Regions from separate parts of the Mus musculus genome. Here region 1 is linked to region 2. Evidence: chromatin contacts called from public promoter capture Hi-C data. All regions are on one chromosome and are shown on one strand. The core of a region is the stretch at or near the end of the contact, and the rest is flanking DNA. Distances in the headings are between cores, read along the strand shown. Region 1 holds the start of Itgav (integrin alpha V). Region 2 holds the start of Plekha3 (pleckstrin homology domain-containing, family A (phosphoinositide binding specific) member 3).

Region 1 (5,325 bases), core at 2,657-5,156, 7.0 Mb before region 2:
ACTAGGGCCTTTTCTGTTCTGAGAAAAGGTATCATGTTACCCCAGCAGGCCTGGAACACAGGACATAAGTGGGGCTTGAACTCCTGATCCTCCTACCTCCATCTCTCAAGTGCTAAGATTACAGATGCATTTTCTAAGCATTTTCTACCACAATGCCCGGCTCCATTCTGGAAGCTTTGCTTAACACTTCTTTTTAGTGAGTACTGATGCATTCATTTCCATAACAATATGAAGATGATATTCTCACTCATAATCTTCTATTATAAGAAAAAAGAGGGGCTGGAGAGATGGCTCAGCGGTTAAGAGCACTGACTGCTCTTCCAAAGGTTCTGAGTTCAAATCCCAGCAACCACATGGCAGCTCACAACCATCTGTAATGGGATCTGATGCCATCTTCTGCTTTGTCTGAAGACAGGGACAGTGTACTCATCATATATATAAAATTCAAATAAATAAAATTTACAAAAAGAAAAAGAAAAAGAAGAAGTGAACCCGTTCCGTAGTATTTAGATTTCTGAAACTGGAATATGTGGGGATCACAGCTACTCTCCTCCTTAATCAATTTTTTTCACATAGGGGGAGCTCTTTTATTAACATTTTACTACATAGTTCTCCTTTAAAAGTTTTTAAGCCAGGCATGGTAATGCATGCCTTTAATCCCAGCACTTGGGAGGCACGGGCAGGCAGAGAGAGAGAGAGAAAGAAAGAGAGAGAGAGAGAGAGAGAGAGAGAGAGAAGGAGGGAAGGAGGGAGAGAAAGGAAAGGAAAGGAAAAAAGGAACTATCAATATATGCAACAGATAATGACATACAATACTGTGGATTCTAATGCTTGCTGAATATATAGTGAATATACAGGTGCCTTTGCCAATACTAAGCATAATTTTGTTTGGTTGGGTTTTTGGCAGGTGGGATGAGGTAGCTTTTCTCTGTGTAGTCCTGGCTATCCCCGAATTCTTTCTGTAAACCAGGCTGGCCTTCAACTCAGAGATCTGCCTGACTCTGCTTCCAGAGTCCTAGGATTTAAGCATGTGCTACCACCATCTGAAATTTTGTTTGGTTTTGGTTTTTTTCTATTTTAAGATTAAGTATAATTTTGTAATAATCTTCATTTAATCTGGAAGAGTCAGTAAGTATAAACCGTTGTTTAGGTGTATTGGGAGGGAGGGGGCCCCTCAAAGTTGCTTTCTTTTTTATGTTAGGCTGGTCTCTTGGTACCAAAGTTGATAGTGACTGTTTCAAAATACAACATGCAATCTCCAAAGTTCCACAATATCTTACTATTAAAACTCATGCATAAGTTCCTGTAAACATGAGACTGTGTAAATGTATGAGCTCATTGCATATCCATATGTTTTCCAAAGATTAGTTACATTCCTTGCAATCAACAATAGTAAATACCACCAACAGCTCAAAACTGCTGTTTTCCATGGCAAAAGACAATTAAAAGCTTGCCAGCCTGCCATGTTTCTGGATGTATCTTGGATACTAAATCTTTGCCATAGACAAACAGAAGCAAAAAAACAAACAAACAAACAAACAAAAACAAAAACCAACTAAATTAATAACAGTAAAAAGTAATAACATCTGCAAAACACTCCATCAACTCTGAAGTATTTAACTGCTAATTCCTGTAAGGCAGAGAATATATTTTCAGTCAGAAAAATTTCTGTATAATTTAATCTAAAAGATACACCCAGGGGGCAAGTGCAGTGGCCATGATGTAAAAAGCATACAATTAAAAAAATACATGGAGCCGGGTGTGGTGGTGCACGTCTTTAATCCCAGCACTCGGGAAGCAGAGGCAGGCGCATTTCTGAGTTCGAGGCCAGCCTGGTCTACAAAGTGAGTTCCAGGATGGCCAGAGCTATACAGAGAAACCCTGTCTCGAAAAACCAAAAACAAACAAACAAACAAAAAATACATGGAAAGGAGAAACTTTTAAACAGTGAGCTAACTAAAGCGGTCTGATAGAGTGGATGTGGCTGTAGCTCAGAGGTATATTACAGACTCAGCAGCCTGGGCCCCTGAGTAGAACCCCAAGCTCTACTCTATCCATACAAAGAGATCATTCGCATGGCGGGAGTGGTTAAATGTCTGCAATTGGTGCTTCTGTGGTTTTTTGGTTTTGTTTTTGTTTTTTTGGAGAGTGTGAGCTCAGGTCTAACAGAAAGCACTGACAATGTGAATCAAACCGTGCTCTACATAAACAATGTCGATTTTTGCCAACCCCACCCAAGCTACAGGTTGCTTTAAGGACTGGTTCCTATGATACTCATCAGTGTTCAGGAAAACGGTGACAAACCCTGGAGGCTGCCCCAACTACCTCAGACAAATACTTAGGTCACCTTCAAATGAACCTTGTATCACCTACCCATCAAAATTATGCCTTGCACCTCCCCAAAACTAAATTGGGGGGGGAGTTGGGGGTTTGTGGTAAAAAAAAAATATGTTGTTACCCCAAGGGGTACACTAAGAAGTAACTAAAGAAACCGTTTCTTTGGAAATACAATGTAATAGACATGAAAAACATCAATTTAATCGGGGTTTCCTACACTAGTAGGGATGAGAATGATGCCAGCGTTGAGTCAAAGACAACTTTAATCCAAAAACACGACATTAGCCGTCACAAATCCTCAGGAACTTTGCAACACGGGACGTGAGTAATTTGAAAGCCTACGTGACCTGCTGTATTCTTCAGCATTGAAGTGACCTGCAGAGAGTGAAAACTCAGCAAACACCCTCGCTCTGTCTGAACAATGACCTAAATAGTGGACTAGAAAGGAGCAGATGACGCATTCCATTCATCTGGTGGACCTTAAACGCGCAAAGGTCTCATAGTCCTTTACAAATTAATACAACAATTTGGTCACTTTAGTCATCGGAGTGTCTAGAAGAGGAGTGGGAAAAAAACCGAGAGAGAGAGAGAGAGAGAGCGAGAGAGAGAGAATCAGACGAAGGAAGAGCTAATTTCAGAAAGCAAAAAGCACTAGGAAGAGGCTAACTGGTTGATACGGAAGAAAAAAATTCTGGGGCCAAGTGAAGCAAGTTACGGAATGACAAGAGATGGCCAAAAGTCTCGCAGGACAAGCCTGTACAGATGTCTCACTTTTCCTGGATGCTTAACAGAGCTCCTTCAAAGCTCTCTCGCACTGTCCCCAGCCAATCAGAAGAAGTTGGGGACACGGTGAAACTGGATGCTGAGTGTCAGGTTAGGTCATCCCCACAAAAGTTTCATCCATGCCAGACCTGGGCCAGCCGCGGCATGGAGAGAGTAGGCGGGTTTGGGGCCGGGAGGACCCTGGAGCCAGCGGCTGGGTGCGGATCCGCTGAGGGTGCGCGGTGGGGGAGGGGGCGCCTGGGGACTCGAGCGCGGCCACTTACGAGGACGTGCTGGGCTCGAAGAAGTCCACGGCGAATCCGAAGTAACTTCCCTCGGGACCCGCATACTCGGCGGGACTTTCGACGTCCAGGTTGAAGGCGTCGGCGAGGGGCAGCAGGAGACCCGGCAGCAGCAGCAGGAGGCCGCCGGGGCGAGGGCGTAGCAGCAGGCGCCCGGGAGCAGCCATCGCCGGGGCGCGCGCGGGGCGCAGAGCCGAAAGACTTCAGTCCCTGTCCCGGTGCTCGGTGGCCGCGGCCCGCCGCCTGCGCGCCCCCGAACTGCCGAGCTGTGCTGTGCGCTTGCGGTCAAGGGCGGCGGGGCGGCCGGGCGGCGCGAAGCTGAGCCGGGCGGCACCCAGGAGGAGCGGTGTCCGACCCGGGACTCCGGCTCTGTCGCTGGCTCGCGCGGTGCCTGGCGCTGAGAAGTGGCGGGGCGAGCACAGTACCTCGGAACCGTGAGCAGCCCGGACTGGGGGAGGAGGCCGGGGAGGAGGAGGAGCCGGCCAGGCCGGGCCGCCCCGCCGAAAGAGGAAGTCGCGCTCACGGTGGCCTCCCACAGGAGAAGGCCGGGCGCACTTCCGTGCGCGCTGGCGGCCGGTCCTCCGAGGCTGTCCCGGGACTGCGGCCCAGATCCAAAGGACCAGGGGGGCAGTGGCAGCGCGCCTCCAGCCGAAGCCCTGCAAGCCGGGGACTGGCTGCAATCAAAAGAAAAAGAACCAGGCACACCCCGTTCCCTGGTTCCTCCAGGCACTTCTGAGGGACTTTTGTTTAAGAATGCGGAAAGCTTTATCCGCTTCTCTTACTTCTGCCACTTAGCCCGGCAGGCGCTCACCAACAGAACTCTGTAATTATATGCCATTTCCCTCCCCTTCCATCCTCCACACACTGAACTTAATTATAAACTCCCAGAGGGCTAGCACAGCTCCTCCCGGATGCGGTGTGTGGAACTGGATCTCACTGGCTGACAAAAACGTTGCAAGGCAAAGTTTAGGTGATGAGCCTCTCAAATCCACCCAGAAGACTTCAAGCCTGTGCTTGGATCTTCTCTTTTCTTTCTTTTACTTCCTTTCCTTTTTTCTTTTCTGTTTCTTGCTTTCCAGTTCCAATTCTTCTTCTGGCCTCTGTGTGTATCAGGCATGTACGTGGGTCACACCCATACACACAAAATAAGTCTTTTTTGTTTTGTTTTGGTTTTTTTTGGTTTTTTTTTGTTTGTTTTTGTAAATTTGCTCAGTATTCCTGTGTTCTATGTATATCAAGTGCTAAACAATTTGATGAATGGGCCGGGAGTGGTGATCCATGCTTTTAATGTGGTGGCAAATGCTTTTAATCCTAGCACCATGAAGTGAGAAGCAGGAGGATCTGGTCTGTGTAGCAAATTCCAGGCTGGCCAGGCCTACAGGTAAGACCTTGTCTCAGAAGGGAGGAGGAAGAGGAAGAGGAGGAGCAAGATAAGAAGGAAGAGGAGGAAGAGGAGAAGGGTGAGACGAAGAAAGAAGAAGGAATGAAGAATTTGGTCAATAGGATAAAATGATTAAATATAAATGCATTGCTTAGGCCTTGCATACTTCCAAGTAAAGTAGTGGAGAATTTGAACTATTTTCCCAAAACAGTTATTAAAAATCAGTCCCAGACTAAGCACAGAGGCAGTAGGCCCCCCTGAGCCCAGTCAACATAAGAAGATCCCTGTCTCACACAGCAGAAAAAACACCTCAGTGTCAGCATGCATTCATCTCATAACATAAGTAATCATGTGTGGGGGTGTGGATAGCCTTAGTTGGGTTAAGCAAGTTGATTTTTAAAATGTAAAAAATAAGCAGCAAAACTGTTGGGAGATCTTATCAGCCACAGGCTAATACCTATGTAAAAGCCACCTCAGAGACAGGAAATCCTGTGTGGATACTTATACACAAGACCCTGTGGTTGCTCTTTCATTCCTTGTCAC
Region 2 (5,394 bases), core at 501-3,000:
TGCGTTGGCTCTCTGTACCACAGGCTATGAGGACACCTCCCACAAGAACATTTCACCCCAAGAGCAATTTCCCTGTAATTATGACTCATGGCTGTAACTGCCCCATTGCTCTGGGCCATGCTAAAAATATTCCTCCCGCCTTACCTCCAAAGACAGTGTGCTCAAAAACATTTGCATCTCCAAGCTTAAAGGATATGGACCTCAAAGCTGATACCGCACCTCCACCAGCAATCAGTGCCCGCAAGGGCCCAAAGGAAAACTCTTAGCAAAAAGTGTCGGCCTGATGTCTCAAGGCTTCCAGTAAAAAACTGTCATTTGCATGATTATTTGGTTTTCCATTCGAGCAGAAAACACGGTGCATTATAAACATCAAGCCGCTGGCTATCGTAAATCTGGCTCTAGCCAGATACAACCAAGCATTTAGCCCTAGCAGGGTTTGCCTGCAGCTCCCCACAAGTTAGATGAACACTAGCTGAGTGCATCACAGGATGCTCAATACTGGGCAGAGTATGTGAGCAGCAGCAAGATGACAACTGCCCATCCTTTGTAACTAAGAATCTGAGAACTGCCCACAATTCCCTTCAAGCCGCCGGTTTTCCTCTAGTTCAGTGAGATCATGGGATTCAGAGGTTGGAAAGTACCTCTGGGACAAAATGGCTAACCACCCAGGCCTATCCAACTGGGGTCCTGAATGAATACCACCTGCCTTTGGTGTTAGTTCTTACAAAGATCACAGAGTATGTATGGATTTAAGGTGTGTTTTAAAAGCCAGACTTCCAATATCACAGGCAGGGACAGCCCCCTGCTGCTGATCCCATTTCTATACAAACAGCTTTCTTCTAACTACCCCACCAGGGAAACTTGCCCGCTCCTTCTGGGCTGCACTTCCAACCATTTCTCACAATGACTCGAATTCCCGTGGTGTTAAAAATGTGCTTTCTTCCACTATGTCTCACAATTACCCAAATTCCCAAACCTCACAGAAAACCAATCCTTAAGAACCTTCTCTGAGGATAGCTTCCAAAAGCACACTTGATGAGCTCAGCCAGCCGCAACAAGTGGACTTTCAAACCTGTGGTAAGAAAATGTAAAGGAATATACAAAAAAAAAAAAAAAAAAAAAAATCTTAAAATCAAATGCACACACACACTTTACAAATGCTGTCCATAGAGCGTGGATGAAGGAGACAGTGGATAAAAGAGATGATGGGATACTGTTTCCGAGGCACAAGGGGCAGTGCAGGTTTTTGGTGGTGTCCCATCCTCAGGCTGGTACGCAGTCTCGAACTCCCAATCGAAGAGGCCCGTAATGGGCCCCACGAGGGGCAGTGGAAGGGTCGGAGGGCATCGAGCGCGGAACTGAGTGCCGCGGCTTGCCAGGGGGTGCCCAAGGGCCCGACTGCCCGCCGCCCCACGCCGCCCGCCCCGTACCTGTGAGATAGTTGGTCCACTTGTACAGAACCCCCTCCATGCTTCAGAGCCCGGCGCCGCGCATCCTCCTGGCCCGGCGCCGGCCGCGCTGCTGCGGAGGCGCGGGCCCGCAGCCCTCCGCCCCGACCCGGCGGCCCTCAGAGGCCCGGCCGGCGGGCGCCCCGTGCTGCTCGGAGGCCGCGAGGCGCGGACATCCCCAGCGGGAACGGCGCGGCGACCCCCGGGACGACCCCAGCGCCCGCCGCCCTCCCGCTCCGCCACCGCTCCACGAGCCCCGGCGCTGCCCTCCTGCACGCCTGCCTTCCTTCCCCTCGGGCTTCCCGGCTTGTTTTCATTGACCCCGACGTCGCTTTCACTTCCTGGATGAAAGGGGCCGGCTCGGCCCACGAAACCCCTCCCCGGCGGCGGGGCTGCGGGACGGCCGCGTGCCCGAGGCTGCGCCGCGCGCCCTCGTGGGGCGGCTCCGCGGTCCCCCGCTCCCCGGCTGCCCCGCATCCGGACATCTCCAGTCCGCAGCAGACCAACTCCCGGGGCATCCTGCACAAGGCGGCTGCCGAAGGCCTCGCCTCCTTCGGATCTTTTTCAATAAAATCAAGGGTTGCTCATTTCTTGGAGCTTCCAGTGCTCACACTCCGGGGAAGTAGGAAGTTACCTCCTAGGAAAAGCTGGAGCAATGGCAAGGCCCTGTAATCCCAGCACTCTAGAGGCTGAGGCAGGAAGGACCAAAGGCCAGCCTGGGCTACATCCTTCTTTTAAGAAAGTAGTATGCAGGCCAGAGAGGTCCTCCAACAAGGTCTTATGGAACTAGGGTTGGCAAGATAGCTTTCCAAGTAAAGCGCTTGCCTCCGGGAGCTTGACCAGTACTGTCCTGGGGGCCTCACACAGTGGAAGGAAAGAACCTCATTTACACATGGGCCATGTTACACGCATCCCCCCCCCGGCCCCCCCCCCACACACACACACATTTTTTTTTCTTTTAATGTCATACATCACGATGTATGCCTTTAATACCAGCATTTAGGAAGCAGAGGAAGGCAGATGAGTTCTGTTAGTTCCAAGCCTGCCTGGTCTACGCAGTGACTTCTAGGCCAGACAGACCCCCCTTCTCTCTCTCTCTCTTTCTCTCTCTCTCTCTCTCTCTCTCTCTCTCACACACACACACACACACACACACACAGGAAAGAAGAGGTTAAGAAGAAAAATGTTAAGAAGGTATCGTGCATCCTATTTTTGTTTTGTTTTTAAAAGGATTTCTCTTAATTTTTTTTTAATCTCACTTGGAAGGGCGTCCTTACACACTTGACAACTTTTAGATTTAGAAAGTTTTGCAAATTCCAATTACTTTGCATAAAGCAGAGTCAGTATTGAGGTAGTGAAATCCCTGGCTTATCCTTCCAGGAAGGCTGACTGAATAGGGTGATCGGGATGTCCACTTGGGGAATCGACGAGCTGAATATTCAACAAATCACATAGAGTTCAGTAATGATAGTTCAACTGTGGAGGGCATCTGACACTTACCATAAAATTCGAGTTTTGTGTTGTTTGAAAGGTTTATCATACTAAAAGGATAAGGGGGATATATCAAGAGACTGGACTAATCTCTGTTGTCTATTAGCCAGCTGTGAAATTGGAACAAAATGTTCAATAGTCAGTTTTCCTGTCTGATGTGAATGAATTCTCATGGGAGAAAAAAAAAAAAAAAAAGCTTTTCTCTGCTAAAGGCCTTCACCTCAAGGGCGGCCTCAAGAGGTTAGGGACAGAAACACAAGTTATCTTTTGCAATGCCGGGCATGGGCTGCTGAAGCCCTGGAGACACTCCACTGTGTGTTCTGAGAGTCTCCTGGCTGCATGCGGTAGACATGGCCTGGAGTCTTTTTTCGCAGTACTCCAACTACCATATCCCCCCCTCCAAAAATATCCTTCAAGGACTTCCACAAATATCCAGAGAAGAGCAGCCAACCTATATTGTCAAGAACCTATTCTTCCAAAAATGTCTGCATCCACTGTGCCTGTCAAGTCCGTAGGGGCCTTAGAAGCCTGTGATTAGAAAGAATAACGACTAGAATATCCCACCGTGACCTGTTTGCATTTTGTATCAATTTCTTGGCCCAACATTTTAATATTTTAAAAATACTGTATTTAGGATCCTACAGCTATCTATTCTTTTTCTATGGCCAAATGGGTCAGTGTAGCATTTAAAAATTTAAAACCAAGCCATTCAAGCAATCCGTTAGCAGAGGCAGTGTTGGAGAGGCAAGATCAGGGCATCAAGTGGAGCCCATAAAATTTTGCAGCATCTCCTAAGTGCCTAGAAACGACCACCATAATGCCAGTTTTATTTCAGGAAACGCAAGTCTGACTACTGCAGGCGAAAGAAACCTGCGGACAGGGTGTGCGGTGCTATTCTAGCCAGAGTACAGCCAACCGGAGCACCCAACGGCCAAGACACACTCCAACCGGCGGCGATTTGCTGGTGCGAGAGGGGGCGGGGCCTCTCGTAGCCCCGCCTTGGACCTTTGTGACGTAGGACAATGCCTGCCACGCGTCCCAATTCAGTCTGATCAGCCTGCTGACACTCTGTGGGGCTTACACTGGGCCTGGGAGTGCTGCTTTGGGAAACATGAATCTCCTATTCAGACTAGCAGTTTTCCTTAGCCTGTGGTGTTGTTCCGATGCTCAGGGACAAACAAAAGAAGAAAGCACTGAGGAAGTGAAAATAGAAGTTTTGCACCGTCCAGAAAACTGCTCCAAAACAAGCAGGAAAGGAGACTTGCTAAATGCCCATTACGATGGCTACTTGGCTAAAGACGGCTCCAAATTCTACTGCAGGTAGGAGATGCTCCGTCCAGTTCAAGTTCAGTTGATAGACCACATCTTGCCCACTACCACCAGCAGCAGCAGCCAGAGCCTAACTGGTTGTTTTGTTTTAAGGTTTTTTGGTTTTGTTTTTTAACAGTAAATTAAGCCTTCATGCCGATTTAGATTAGAAGACATTCCCTAAACAAAACTGAATGTTTTTAGTTATTTGAAATGTAAGCGCAGTAAACTGACTGCAGACTCACTACGTCAGGCAGAGCACTGACCACCACCACTGTCCTTGGAACCCGGAAAACTAAATCTAGAGGCTTCTTGAAAAGATATTCACACTTTCTCCTTACCCAGAGCTGAAGTCTGATTCCAAACAGAGTGTATAAGAAAGCTACCGCGTTTCCTTCTGGACTTTGTGGGTCATTTTCTAAAACTCTGGTTATCACATCCATTCTCTCTGTTCCCTAGTCCGGTCTGACTGAATGCAGTCTGTTTAGCTGTACTGTTTCCCCTCAAAGACAGGCCAATCTTTCCAGTCTAGCAATTCTTTCCAATTTAGAGGAAAACTTATTCTTCCAACGTAGAAGAGAAATTTGACAGGATGCTATTTTTCAGTCGTTCTTAAAATGAAATTTAGGGCTCAGCCTGCCCCTTTGGTTTGGGAAACAAACCCAGAGAAGGTAAATGAGTCATTTTGTTCAAGCCATCCAGCTAGTTAGAGGCAGGAGACCCATTTTTAAAAGTGAACCATTGAGTAGTTTTTGTAAGGACGGCAAAAATCAGAAATCAGAATGTTTTCCAATGATATGCTCTGCCAATTTATGGGGAAGTTTGATCCAAACAATTCGCAAAGGACAGAGTTCTGAAGGGTGCAATGTGGGGAAAGAGATTCCAGTCTTAAGTAACAAGTGCCTGAGCTGTATTTAAGTTTCCTTTATGAGATGGTCTTACTTACACACTAAGTATGGTTTCTCATAGCCGGACACAAGATGAAGGCCACCCCAAATGGTTTGTTCTTGGTGTCGGACATGTCATAAAGGGGCTGGACATTGCTATGATGGACATGTGCCCTGGGGAAAAGAGAAAGGTGATTATACCGCCTTCGTTTGCATATGGAAAAGAAGGCTACGGTAAGTTGTGGGTTTTTTTTTTTGCT

The links. Promoter capture Hi-C pulls out the DNA fragments that hold promoters and counts their contacts.
Region 1: a promoter capture Hi-C map of liver shows a contact between it and region 2, with 2.5 times the contacts expected there. The contact joins the promoter of Itgav here to the promoter of Plekha3 in region 2. A contact is called at or near these places in 3 of 39 promoter capture datasets (frontonasal cranial neural crest, liver and pre-B cells).

Annotation. Positions count from the first base shown.
Region 1 is chr2:83,722,978-83,728,302 of GRCm38.p6, reverse strand. Itgav (integrin alpha V) reads right to left here and starts at 3,906. Exons shown (of 30, transcript NM_008402.3): 1 at 3,384-3,906. The coding sequence starts at 3,568.
Region 2 is chr2:76,671,671-76,677,064 of GRCm38.p6, reverse strand. Plekha3 (pleckstrin homology domain-containing, family A (phosphoinositide binding specific) member 3) reads right to left here and starts at 1,750. Exons shown (of 8, transcript NM_031256.3): 1 at 1,431-1,750. The coding sequence starts at 1,470. Gm39860 (a long non-coding RNA gene) reads right to left here and starts at 1,424. Exons shown (of 2, transcript XR_866494.2): 1 at 1,215-1,424; 2 at 1-1,072. Fkbp7 (FK506 binding protein 7) reads left to right here and starts at 3,967. Exons shown (of 4, transcript NM_010222.2): 1 at 3,967-4,259; 2 at 5,217-5,368. The coding sequence starts at 4,051.